Linked DNA regions of Danio rerio: region 2 is linked to region 1. A link is a contact called in public Micro-C data. All regions are on one chromosome and are shown on one strand. The core of a region is the stretch at or near the end of the contact, and the rest is flanking DNA. Distances in the headings are between cores, read along the strand shown. Region 1 holds the start of ftr69 (finTRIM family, member 69). Region 2 has its middle 6.2 kb from the start of fgfr2.

Region 1 (7,237 bases), core at 4,190-6,689:
CACCAGACAAGACTTGACGGCTTTGAATTTTCCTCCTATACAGACGTCACACTGCACATCTCCAGGTGCAGCTGGGGCATCCTGCTTCCTTTCTTCTACAATGCCAGCGAGAACAGTGTTTTTGCTGAGAGCTGGCCTTGGCCTAAATTCATTCCTGCATGTTGGGCAGCTGTAAACACCTCTAAAAAATTCCTTATCCCAGCACGACTTAATACAGTTCATACAAAAATGTGCCCACAAGATGTAGTCACCGGATCCTTAAACAGTTCCAAGCAGATTGAACAGTTAAATGGATTTTGAACATCAGATAATGTGCCCGGCATTTTGGTGTGTGTTTTTCTCCCAGTGAAGTGTGTTATTCTGAGAATGGTAATTCAAGGTAATGGCTTCTGCAGGATGAAGACTGCAACAAAGTAGAATGAATGAACATTTACAGTCTAAAAGAGTTAAGACAAAATATTTGTTATAGCAACCCTTAGTACTTGTACTTGTACACTGATGTGAGTTATTATGTGCTACACAGCATTAATGAGTGCATCCCATCAGAAGTGAAGACATTTAGGTTGTATTGTTCATGCATCTCTGCAAAAATTATTACTTCTGATTATTATTAATGTGCAAGTTTCAAGTAAGTGTTACAAAACAACCTGAAACTCTCTTAAAAGGAAAATTAAAATTCAAAGATTTACAAAATCCATGAACTGCGTGCAAACATACAGTAAAAGGGAAAAACAAGTGTTTTTTGTTTATTTTATTACTATTTATTTAGAAAAAAAACAATAAAATACGTTTGCTATTAACATTGGAACTGCACAGAACTCAAAACTCAAGACTTCGCATGAAACTTCCAAAGTACAGAACTACAAATAGCAAAACACACACACACACACACACACACACACACACACACACACACACACACACACACACACACACACACACACACACACACACACACGCACACACACACACACACACACACATATATATATATATATAAATATATATACACACATAATATATACTTTGGTTGTTTTTGTATAGTTACATTTTCTTATGTAACCCTGTAAACCTTATGTAAATCACAGCTATTTAAAAATCTCAAATCTGAGGGTTCAAAAAAAAAAAAATAAATAAATAAATAAATGTTTAAGTTGTCCAATGGAGTGCTTTTAATCTTTGCCCAGAACTACATGTTACTAATCACAATTGAGTTGGGATATATTTACAGAAGTAAGTTGACAAAAAAAAGTAATGGAACCTGATTTTCACTTAATATTTTACCGATATTTAGAATAAAAGATGTTTATACTGTATGTGGCCTACTATAACTTTTAAACTCTACTGCAACCTTCTGACACTCAAAAGATAATATTTTTTAACTAATATAAATGGACATACTGTACATTTCAAGGGGGGTGCATATGGACAGTCTCCTCTCAAACAGATACTCTTGTACAACATTTGTTAAAGTATTTGAGTAGCATTATTATTAAATTAAAATCTTCTTACAGGATCCTGTCCAACATTAAACAGCAACATCAAATTGATTCTGCCAATGTTTTCAAAATGTCAAGCAAACAAAGTTGGCAAAATGTATTTTAGTTTAAGCAACACTGATTTATACAAGATAAAATTCACCTGTTATTTCACTCACCAGTGCTTTTCCACTGCTGATGATTTTATCACCGTCTGCTATCAATCACTCCACTAACAACCGTGTGACTGAATATAAAAAAGCATCAAGAGAAACAGAAATAGGTATCTTGACTGCAGACATGCAATATACGCAATTTGGGTCCACAAAAAAAAAAGAAAAAGAAAAAAAAGAAGAAAATGCTTAACAGGAAACAAATGTGGGCTGAGGAGATGTGCAAAACCAAATTCTTCCTGCCACTAACTGTGAATTTAATATAATTGTGTAAAAGGCTTAGCATTGATGTTATCAACTAATCAGAGCCCATGCAATATGGAATAAAGTATTTCTCAATGACTGGGTAAAATGCATACGTCTATTTTCATACAGTAGTGATACTTTTTTTGTACTGTTAGTTGATTAGTACCTGTGATTCATCTTGTTGACGCTTTTCCTGTTTTCACTTTGGTCCTTTAAAAACAGATGCACACATAAGCTGTGTTTTCAAATGTGGGTTTGCAAAGTACTGGGGATTTCACACATGCTCCTGCCTTTTAACATTTAAAGATCTGTGTACTTCTCCACTTAAAGTCTGTTTATAAAATTTTATAAAGATAAAAATGCATTTTCTAACTGTGTAGTAATTGTTATACACAACCTGACAAAAGTCTTATCGTCTATCCTAGTTGTAAGAGCAACAAATAATAACTTTACTTCTAGTTGATCATTTGGAAAAGTGTCAGAAGGTAGATTTCTCTGATGGATCATCTGCATCCCAATCATCACAAATACTTCAGAAGACCTATCGGAACTTCAAGGACCAAACATTCTCATAGAAATCAGTCAAGTTTGGTGAAGGAAAAATCATGGTTTGGGGGCGTGCAAGAGATCTGCAGAGTGGATGGCAACATTAATAGCTTGAGGTATCAAGACATTTGTGTTGCCCATTACATTACAAACCACAGGAGAGGGCAAATTCTTCAGCAGGATAGCGCTCATTCCATACTTTAGTCTCCATGTCAAAGTTCCTGAAAGCAAAAAAGGTCAAAGTGCTCCAGGATTGGTCAGCCCATTCACCAGACATGAACATTATTGAGCATGTCTGGGGTAAGATGAAGGAGAAGGCGTTGAAGATGACATCAAAGACTCTTAATGAACTCTGGGAGTCCTGCAAGATGCTTTCTTTGCCATTCCAGATGACTTTATTAATAAGTGATTTGAGTCATTGCAGAGATGTATGGATGCAGTCCTCTAAGCTCATGATGGAGTCAGACAAAATATTTATTCTGTTTCCTCTGCAGCATGACTTTATATTCTATACTGTACATTACTTCTGTTAAGTGGCAAGACTTTTGAATAAGAAAAGTTAGACCTTACTGTCCTAATTAAATAATTAAAAATAAGTGGCATGATCATATTTTATTTTGGTCAAATAAGCGTAATCTAGAGGCCTTTGCCTTTCATATAAGCCACTTCTGATGCCAAATGATTAACTAGAAGTCAAGTTATTATTTGTTTTTTTCTAAAACTTGGATGGGAAATAAGACTTTTGTCAGGTAGTTTACAGAGGTGAATTTTTCTTTTTAATTTTTTTTTTTTTTTTTGAAAAATGTACATTGATATTGGACACTGTAAATAGTACACAAATGTACTGTGTATACAAACTGTACATACACCTGCGCACAATTAAGTTAAAGTTCAAATTAATTAAGCAATTAAGCCAAAATCACATTTTGGTGTCAATTGCTGTAAACTACATTTATGTAATAAACAAATGAAGGTTTTTAATTCAGTAATTAGCATGGGGTATATGTGGATTTCTGTTATGAAAAAAATAATTATATACTCACAATGGGGAAAAAATGGCTGAATCAAAAATTCATTCAATTTGCACAATAACAAAAAATATAGATAGCCAAAGACATGAAAATGAAAGTAATTAAATTGATTTAAAAATGTAAGGAGTGAAAATTAAATATTTGTGTAAAAATGTAATGAGTAAAAGTAAAAAAAAAATAATAATAATGGACTTATATACTGATACCAGAAAGTCAAATAAATAAATAAATAAATAAATAGTGGAGTAATACACTGAAACCAGGAAATCTAGTTAAGTACAGTAAATATAGATACAGTACAGTATCTTTTCAAGTACAGTAATTGATTACATAATTATTGAAAATTCATTCAATTTGCACAATGACAAAAAATATAGACAGTCGAAGACACAAAAATTAAATTAATGAGATTGGTTTAAAAATGTAAGTAGAAACAGATATCTGTGTAAAAATATAATGAATAAAAGTAAAAAAATAAAATAAAAACAATAGTGGAGTTATATACTGATACCAGAAAATCTACTTGAATAAGTTCTTTGTTACTTCCCATCTCTGGTAATTTTAACTTTTAAGATTATTATTTTTTGGAAAGTACTTGGATTTTGGAGACTGTACACAAATGTACTGTACTTACACACTGTAATACACATGTAACGGAGGCAAGCTAGTACGTGCTGTGCAGGTAAACCTCACTCCTCTGACCTCTAAAGGTGCTCTAGCGACAGATGCTAGACGCCATGGTCTTTAGCCTTCTTGGTAGAGCATCCGACTCATATGCGGAAGGTCGCCCAGCTCAGAGCGGGTTGGGTAGTGTAAGACCGGCGGGGTTACACACACATACAATTAAGTTAAAATCAATTAAGCAGTTAATTTAAAATCACATTCAAACACAACTGTCAAATACTGTTATTTAGTAAACTTTTTTTGTAAAAATTCAGTAATTAGCACGAGGAGTGTATGTGGATTTCTGACTGTATTGAGAAAAATTATCTTCTGCTGTATTGCGTAAATGTTAAAATGACATCTGTTTGGAAACAATTGCCAGCTTTTTTTGAGTAATGTTGTGATGTAAAATGTTATGATATCATTCACACATATACAGTTTTTTAACTGAGGAATTGAGTTTTAGTTTAAATTCTGTTTCACGTTTCCTCTTTTAAATCTTACATAAAGAAATTAATAATAGTTGCTAGTTAAAATGTTTTTTCTTGGTATAAATAGACAATTTGTATCACTTCAGTTACTAGTTTGAAGAAATGCAGAAATATACAGTGATTACAAACACAGATTAACATGAAAAACATGGGAAAATGTCTGACCTTCTCTTTATTAAGTTGATTTCAACTTTTTAAGCACCAAAGATTAATGCAACTGCTTCTTATATGTTTATATATAATGTATTTGTAACATCTTCAGACAGTTGCATTTTGCATATTTTATCTGGCTGAATTTACATTATAAAGTGGACGCAAAAGCACTCACCTGAATAAACTCTGTCAGATTAGCCGACTGATGAACTCAATCCTCTGTGAATCGCATGTCATGACATACAGTCCACTAGATGGCAGCACAGGACAGGTTTTGCAATGTGACTCCTTTTTATTTCCTGTCCAACTTTTAACATTACACAGGCCACATGCACCACAACATGACCTCTTCTGTGAAAACAAATCACCAGTAAACGACACCTTTAGTGCTTTTTTTTAAAGTTCCCACAACTCTGGGTTGCCAGATTTATATCCTAAATCACCCTCATAAAATAAAGTGAATCTATCTATCTATCTATCTATCTATCTATCTATCTATCTATCTATCTATCAATCTATCAATCTATCTATCTATCTATCTATCTATCTATCTATCTATCTATCTATCTATCTATCTATCTATCTATCTATCTATCTATCTATCTATCTATCTATCTATCTATCTATCTATCTATCTATCTATCCATCCATCCATCCATCCATCCATCCATCCATCCATCCATACTTCTTTTTATCATCTGAACCATTCAGTTGTTATTTCAGTCTATAAAAATAATCAGCCAAAGTTACAGTTGAAAGGCAAAGATATTATTATTATTATTATTGTTATTATTATTAATTAAGTATGGGAATTTTATGGGTTTTTTTTTTGGTTCATGTTTATTTTACCTTGTGAACATCTAGTTCTCATAAAGACTCAATACAAAATAAATCGTGGGCATTAATTTCTTTGTACTTTACTTTTTTTTAATGTCATAGTTTTATACCAGGCTTCATATCAAATTAATTTATCGGACTTTTGTGCAGAGATCCATAATTGGCCTGTTTGTTACAGATATTTTTATACAGTGTATCTGAACCTGACAACAGTGCACATTTCCACTACACAGGAATTTGACTGAACTGCTTGACCGACTGTACCGAATCTAGATTTTCTTCATCCATATCAAAACAGACTGGATGAGGAGGAGCGCGGCGCCGCTTTCACACTATCAGCATGCAGATCTGTCACGACAAACACCTCCTGATGTGTGTGTGTTTATCAGCGCATCAGTGTATGTGAGGCTGAAGGCATGAACAGCCCTGGGAAACACTAAACAAAACCCTTTCCCTCATAGTTGTGCTCACTTCGTCATTCAGAGTGTCTGTAATTACACGATGTATGAATGCAAATTTCCCAAAAATATCAGTGAAAGAATTGTACATCTACTCCAGCTAAGAATGTGCAAAACTACATATTTTCATCTGTTGATTAATATTATTGATTGATTGATTGATTGATTGATTGATTGATTGATTGATTGATTGATTGATTGATTGATTGATTGATTGATTGATTGATTGAATGATTGATTGATATAGTGCTCACCATATATGAGCATCCCACAAAAATCTTGTTTAAATTAATATTTTCTATAGGATGTTTTACAGTGTTACTGTATGTGTGCAGATATATTAGATTAGTCAGTACTGAAGCCAAATCTGGAGCTTATCTAACAAAAGAACTTTAGATAATGATCCAAAAATTAGTAGCCCAAATTTATATAATAGGGAAAATATTAAATACAAATTTTAAAAAATGCAAAAAAAAAAAAAAAAAAAACACGAACAAACGCACGGACACACACACACACACACACGCACACATATACATATAACTTTTGTAGATTTTTTGCAATATTTCAAATGATATTAAATGTATTATCTTTTTAGTTCTAAAGATGATCTGTGACTAAAATATTACTTTAATAAATATATCCATTTAATAAATGCACCAAACAATGTTGTACTTTGGAGTCATTTCTAAAATCTAAAAAATTATGAAAAATACCAAACAACTATGTAATATAGATTAAAAGTATCTTTCAGACAGAGGTTCAGCAGCCTTAGACTACATTTGTTCTCTTCAAAAGATAAATACTTAGCTAATATGTAGCTTAGATTTACATTAGACAAATACCTTTTATTTATTTTGATTTGCACTGTTCTGTCATTTATTTTCAGTGTAAAATTATTACTTCTGTTCAAATGCCAAATGTTTTTTTCACTTATGTTTAAGTGCAAAGAGAAATGGACTATTGTTTGTTTTTTATTTTTATTTTTGTGCTGTATTAATTGGTTGCTAAGCAGCAATAAACAACACTTTAAAATATAAAGAGTTTTCATGTGAATTACTAGTAGTGTTTTGAAATAAAAAACGCATAATAATCGTGACAACCGTGAAACCATGATTACTCCTCAGACTATAATCGTGCAACCAAAATCTATAATCGTTG
Region 2 (7,316 bases), core at 689-3,188, 280 kb after region 1:
AAACAAAGAAAAAGTCATTGAGTGCATAACTGTCTTTTTATATAAAGGAATTGCTCAATATATAACAAATCAAATCACTTTTATTGTCACACACACACACACACACACATGTATATATATATATATATATATATATATATATATATATATATATATATATATATATATATATATATATATATATATATATATATATATATATATATATATATATGTGTATATTTATTTATTTTATTTATTTTTTTTTTTTGGCATTTTTTCACCTTTACTATGATAGGACAGTAGAGATTTCAGACAGGAAAGCATTGGGAGTAGAGAGAGGGGTAGGATCAGCAAAGGACAACTAGCTGGGAATCGAACTCGGGTCACCGTGAGCACGTACCACTAGTACCACTAGGCTATTGGCGCCGACCTCAGTATATTTTAATATTAATACTTCAGTGTATCTTTATTCTGTTATAGTTTTTCTCAGTGGCTTTGGTGCATTTCTCACAACACTATTTACATTTGCACAACAGTTAATGCATTTCTCAAAACAGTTAGTAATTTGTGCACATCATAGTAGCAGTTTCTCATTCCTTCCAACACATTGCAGATGCTTTTGGACATGCATCAACTGCTTTCACACGACTCTCTGCTGCTTATAACATTATCATTTGCTTATGTCATATCAGTCAAAATGAGCTAAACCTGTGAATGCTGAATAGTCATTAAATATAACACTAATAGTCCTCATTTCAATTACTCGAGTCACTACATACAAAAATGTTGAACTAGTTGTCAAAATCTGTCAAGCAAATTTTATGCAAAATGTTTAATCTTTATTTTTCCTGAAAAAGTCTTCTAAATTGAACAATTTGATAAATGGTTTACGGACCTGTGTATGTTGTAGGTTCAGTTTCAATATGTACTGCAATATTGTTTACAGTTGTGCTCAGTTCTACCCAAACAACGTTTATGTTTGTTGTAAATAAGGGTGTATTTATTTTTTTGCACAATGCTGTGAATATTGAATTGCAAAGAGCAAATGCAGTATTAATGTGAAAGATACATATTCAGTGTCTTGTACTCAAATACCTCACTACATACAGTGATGTCTAACTTTACTAATAGTGGTGCAAATAGTATATAGTGCTGTCTTGAGCATTTTTTAAGAAGTGTCACCAAAATCTGACTTTTTTGCATTGGAAATAATGTAGAGTAAACTTTCATAATGAAAACATGACAAAGCCATTTGACTATCTTGTTCATAAAAAATTGTATAAAAATTATCTTTTCATCTTGATGACACTGACACTTTCATTGACATGTATATTTGCTTTTGAGGAATGAGCTCTCCATTTTGAGTAAGTGACACACTTTTGTAGGTTATCAACTAGATTTTGCAGTTTGTACAAATTATTTTGAGAAATGTATTATCTGTTGTGCAAATGTGAATAGTGTTGTGTAAAATGCACCAAAGCGAATGCACCAAATTGAAAGCGACAGAAATGTAAACACAAAAGAAGATACTTTGAAGAAAGCTGAAAACCGGTAACCATTGGCTATCATAGTAGAAAAAATATTACAAGTGAATGGTTACAGGTTTCCAACATTCCTCAACATATCTTCTATAGTGTTCGACAGAAAAAGGAAACACACAAACAGGTTCGGAACAAGTGGAGGATGAGAAAATGATGACCGAATATTTATTTTTGGATGAACTATTCCTTTAATGCACTGTGCAAAACAATTAGCAATTTCCTCAGTGCCAACCACACCACATATTAACCACACGCTTGCATACGGACCCCGTCATTTTCCCAGCATTGCTATCTGTGGCTCATGACGGACTCCCCCATTGAGCGCTCAGTCTCCCAGCATTCACACTGGGAGCCTCCCTAATCAATGACCCCTAAATGTCAGAGAGCGAGGGCCCCACACTCCCCTCCCAAAGCGTCTCCTCCATTGGACGGGCCCTTGGAAACTAAAGAGAGCCGGATTAGGACAGGAGGAGGGCTGAATATGCCTTTCCCTCTCTCCGTTTTCCCCCCCTTCCTCATAAAAGATCCGTCCCCATTCAGTCGGAATGAGCCAGCTAATAAGGCTGTTAAAGAAAAGCGAGAGGTTCCTCAGTGAATGGGGCCTTCCATCACGGCTTTTCTTTCTCTTTCAGGGCCAGATTCTCCAGCTCGCTCTGACACAGTGAAGCCATCAGCACCGTCTCCCATAAAAGGTGACAGTTTGGATCGCAATGAGAGGGAAGCGCGAAAAGGAGGGGACAGGCCGCAGGTTTAGGGGGTGCCAAATAAAGGACGGACTATACAGTCTTTCACGCGTCTCCCCATCGCCTGTCCTGGCCAGATTTACATTGTTTTTATGGCTGTCTTACAGGCCTGCCACATTTAGCAAACACAATGGGACAGCCAGTGAGAGTCAGGGAGAAAAAGACTGTAGTGAAAGAGGAGGGTCACGTCTCTCTGTTCTCTTACTGTCCTGCTCATCCGGCTGGAGATGTTAGGATCTGACCAGCAGTGTAAATCACGGGCCATGTTGATATTTGCAAGCCGTTTGCATAAACGTCGATTTAGCATCGCTTTTGCATGATCACACTCCTAAAGGGTTAGTTCACACAAAAAAGTATTTACTAACTATTTACTCATCCTCAAGTGGTTGCAAACTGTTTCTTCATGTTGAACACAAATAAAGATGTTTGTCAAGAAAAGCTGAAACTATTGACTTCCATACACTCTCAGGGCCTACTCACACTATGATTTCCAAACCATGCCCAAGCCCATTTCCCGGATCATTTGAGAAGTGTGAGTGCTCTGAGCTCGGTTCACTTTGGCTTTGACGCGGTACGCTTGTGTGAGAGTGCAAAATGCGCCTGAGCCCGAAACTGAAGATGACACGTGACTTTTAAGGGACTGTTTCATATAGATTAATTAATCATTCGTACTGTTCAATGAACACAAACTGTCATAGGTTATTTAAGACGCAAACCTCTCACTGCTATGGAAGAATCATTTTGCTTTTCTGTTAACTTTTCTGTTAAAAAGAACCATTTTCATGAGTTTGAAGAATAATTTCTCACGGAATTTTGTAACTTTTTGATTTAGTGGCTATTTCATATGAATTCATATGATCTAATTCAGACAAGTCAGTACCATTTGCTCATCCTCCAATGACCATTGGATTTAGGGAGGGGTTTGGTGCCACACTTCCTTTTTAAAATTGAACAGTATTGTAAAACAAAACTTGTACTAATTTGTAGAAAATTAAATTGACAAATCTAAAAATGTTTACGTTTCCTAGTGAGATTAGGTTGATAATTTCAATCTAAGGAACCTATTTTCACACTTCCAGCTCAAATAGTTGACAATACAAGAAAAAGATGTGGTGTTAGTGAAACCAGCAGGGGGCACTCAACCTGCAGTCTCTGTGGGTCCTAACGCCCCACTATATTGATGGGGACTCTAGTCTATACTGCTCAGAAAGCACCGTATTTCTGATAAGACGTTAAACCATGGTCTTGACTATCTATCATTGTTAAAAAATTCCAGGATATCCTTCAAAAAAGAAGGAGTTCGGAGTTTAACCCCAGAATCCTGGCCAAATTTGCCCACTGGCCTCTGTCCATCATGGTCTCCTAACCATGCCCATATCATAATTGGCTTCATCACTCTGTCTGATGTTTGGTGTGCAGTTTGGTGTAATATGGCTGCCATTGCATTATCCAACTGTAAAGTGCTACACTATTACAATATATATTGAATATAAATATATTATATCAATTATATAATAAATATATAATATTAAATTACATAAAATTATAAAAAAGGACAAATTCTGGACCTTTTGGCTGTGGGGGGTGATTAGTTCGAAACACTCAACCCCCCCCCCCCCCCCCCCCCCCACCCCCCACCCCGCTTAGGACATGTATACACACAATTGAAGTCAATGTCACTGCCCCTTATGTTCATTTTACCCAGAAACCACAGTCAAACGTATGTTGAAGAATGTTTTACGTATTGTACGCACTTCCAATGAGCCTCTATTGAGATTTTCAGTTAAGCTAATGGATTTGAGCATGAGAACAGTCTCTTAAGTGGAGGCCTGATGTCCTGCTGTTATGCTAATGCTAATGCTGCGTTATTTGAGTGACACTGCAGTGTTTTTCCACCTCTGCAGTCAGTCACGTGAGCCGCCTGCTGTTCGCTGCCCTATTGACAGCAACTTATGATTTATGCCAGACAATTGTTTGGTCAGCTTTAGGTTTCAAAACAGTCCTACCAAAATGCAGAGTTTGCTTAAGTCGGGAGAGAAAACCCTTCACGTGGAGAACAAACACTCACTCCTCGCGTCACTATGAGGGCAAGAATTCTTACAAAAACATGATGTCACGTTTCATCTCCCTGGCAACATTCCCGAGACATAAATATTCATTATAATCATTAAGAAAACACTGTAAGTGGTGTTGGGTGCAATTTGACTTTAGGTGTGTCAAATACTTGAACATTTAAATTATAGAGAGCGAAGTCAGATTGGAGGATAATGGCTGTGTCGGTGTTCTTTGCCGTGTATTAACATGTTTTGTGTGGTAATTCACTTGTAATGGCATATACGAAAGTCAAGCATGAGCGAGTACTATAGTTAGCCCTGATCCACACTTAGTGTGGCGGACTTTAATAATATAGAAAGGACTCTTAAAATAGATAAAGGAAATTATCACAAAGTGAGTGATTCCTAGCCATATACTGTTGAAGAAGTCAAAATTATTTGCCTTCCTGTTACTTTTTTCCTTTTTGTAATATTTCCCAAATGATGTTTAACAGAGCAAGGAATTTACCCCAGTTTTTCCTATAATATTTATCTCCTTTGGAGAAAGTCGTATTTGTTTTATTTCAGCTAGAAAAAAAGCAGCTTAAAAAAATTAAGGGCAATATTATTACCCCCCTTAGTCTTTCAATTGTCTACAGAATAAACCATCAATGATCTGCCTAATTACTATGACTTGCCAAGTTAACCCAAATTAAGTACTTTAAATAAGCCTAAAATGTCACTTTAAGCTGAATACTAACATCTTGAAAAATATCTAGTCAAATATTATGTGCTGTCATCATGCCAAAGATAAAAGAAATCATTTAGTAGAAATTAATTAATAAAATTATTATGTTTAGAAATGTGCTGATGCTTACTGGTCCAAACCTGTCCCTTCCTAAAATAAAATAAATTCCTTTCAGTAAAATTAATATATTGACATTTTGATGACTTTGCATTAAAACTAATATGAAAAATAATGCAATAAGATATACGCACAGCAAGTGTTTTTCAGCCAAAAAGCTAAAATAAAATAAAATAAAATAAAATAAAACAGAATTGAATTAAACTAAATTATAAAGATAATACACAAAAATAAAATTTAATAAATAAATAAATATGTCTATATTGATTTTTTGATCACAGATTCAGCTGAATGACTTTGCATTAAACTGAAAAATAAAATAAAATAAAATTACTTCAATAAACTTAATATCTTAACATTTTGATTGCAGTATTAGCTGAATGACTTTGCATCAAATTTACTATGAAAAATAGTGTGTTTGGTCTTATTTTTGGTCTTTTAAGTGTAAAACTGAAAGAATAAATTAAATTAATTATCGAGCCCTGGTTGGGTCAGTTGGCATGTCTGTGTGGAGTTTGCATGTTCTCCCCATGTTGGCTTGGGTTTCTTTCTTGTGCTCCAGTTCCCCCATAGTCCAAAAAATGCAAGAGTTACCCAGTGCTAGCTTGTGGCTGGAAGGGCATCGTTACATAAAACATATGCTAAAAGTCGGCGCCTCATTCCGCTGTCGAGACTCGATTAATAAAACGACTAAGCTAAAAAAAATGAAATGAAATGAAATGAAATTAAATTAGTAAAATATATAAACTAAATTAAAATAAAATCTTTTCTGACATTTTAATCGCAATATTAGCTGAATGACCTACTTTGGTCATCAAAACTAAAAAAATAACAATACATTTGTTCTGGCTTCACAAGCTACACTTACATTAAATAAGTGAAAACTGAAAAATAATAAAATTAAATAAAAAAGATTAAATAAATACAAAAAATAATAATAAATAAAATCCATCAGTAAAATTGAATCTTGACATTTTGATCAGAGTATCATCTGAATTGCTTTGCATCAAACCTACAACGAAAATGAATGCAATTGCTCTGGGTTCACCAGCCAGTATGATCGTTGGTGTCTGTAATAGCACTCTTTTACATGCATATGAATGGCAAATCCAGTAAAGGATCTTGTGGTGTTGTTGACTGTGAGATTGGCTCTAGTTCATCCATTAGTGGTTGGGGTGAGCGACTCAAACTGCAGCTCATCAAGTGTTAAACGCCTCTAATAATGACTACAGCAGGCAGAACAAAACCTCTCAGGGATTTTACCACTGCTTAGGAAACAGATAATGTAGTCATTTAAAAAAGAACGCAACAAACCTGAGCACAAAAACAGGTTACATTATTTTCATGACCTTTATAGATTATAGATTGTGATTTGCACTTTTGATTGATTTGTACATGGTTGTTAGACATGTTTGGTAACTACTAATGACTTAAAATGGTTTAAAAAATAAAACCTGCTTTTATTTAAGCCAAAATAAGACAAAAAATACTGTAAGTCTGAACTTTCTCTAGAAGAAAAAATACTTTAGGAAATACTGTGAAAAATTCCTTGCTCTGTTAGACATCATTTTGAATATACTGTATTTGAAAACAAGAAAAAAAATCACAGGAGGGCTAATAATTTTGACCAAAGCTGTATACTATGCTGATTACAGGCCCAAATGAGAAATCAAACCCCTCACTCGGGCTACAGAAGTCTAGTGACCGGCATGCAAGTTATTCAGAGCATTCCACAGAGCAGCAGCTCAGACATCTGAAGAATCTGAAGACACACACACATACACACACACACACACACACACACACACACATACACGTCTCTAGTGCTGAATGAAGAGGCAGCGTTGGCCGGAGGGATGAGGGACTGTTAATGCACAAGGTGACAGGAAAGGTCAGAGGTTAAGAACCGTCATCTCTACAAATCACCAAGCACTGACATTTATGAGCCATTTAAGAGCAAGACTTAATTAAGGAGACTCGTTACCATGCTATTCTCCACATGTCTCTGAAGACGCTTTAATATTAATGTGAAAAGTGACACATTTTCAGCACTGGATTTCTGCCTTAACTATATTTCATGCCAGAACTGCACAAATGCTGGGTTCTACACCAGTGTTTCTTAAACTTTTTTCACCAAGTGCCAACTCAGAAA

The links. Hi-C and Micro-C count contacts between places; a contact is called where the count stands out from the background.
Region 2: a contact with region 1 is called in a Micro-C map of caudal fin, with 5 times the contacts expected there. The contact joins the enhancer-like site here to the promoter of ftr69 in region 1. A contact is called at or near these places in 2 of 18 Hi-C or Micro-C datasets (caudal fin and an unstated tissue) and 2 of 4 datasets of contacts at active chromatin or transcription factors (caudal fin and embryo).

The regions. Positions count from the first base shown.
Region 1 is chr13:49,782,402-49,789,638 of GRCz12tu, forward strand. It overlaps ftr69 (finTRIM family, member 69), which reads right to left and starts at 5,440. Exons shown (of 9, transcript XM_073920302.1): 1 at 2,064-5,440; 2 at 1,658-1,725; 3 at 1-403.
Region 2 is chr13:50,067,918-50,075,233 of GRCz12tu, forward strand. No RefSeq gene overlaps it. Among named protein-coding and RNA genes, the nearest start is that of fgfr2, 6.2 kb to the left of the region's middle. Within about 2 kb of position 1,939, at least 17 of the 62 cell types and tissues checked have an H3K27ac peak or open chromatin away from gene starts, as enhancers often do.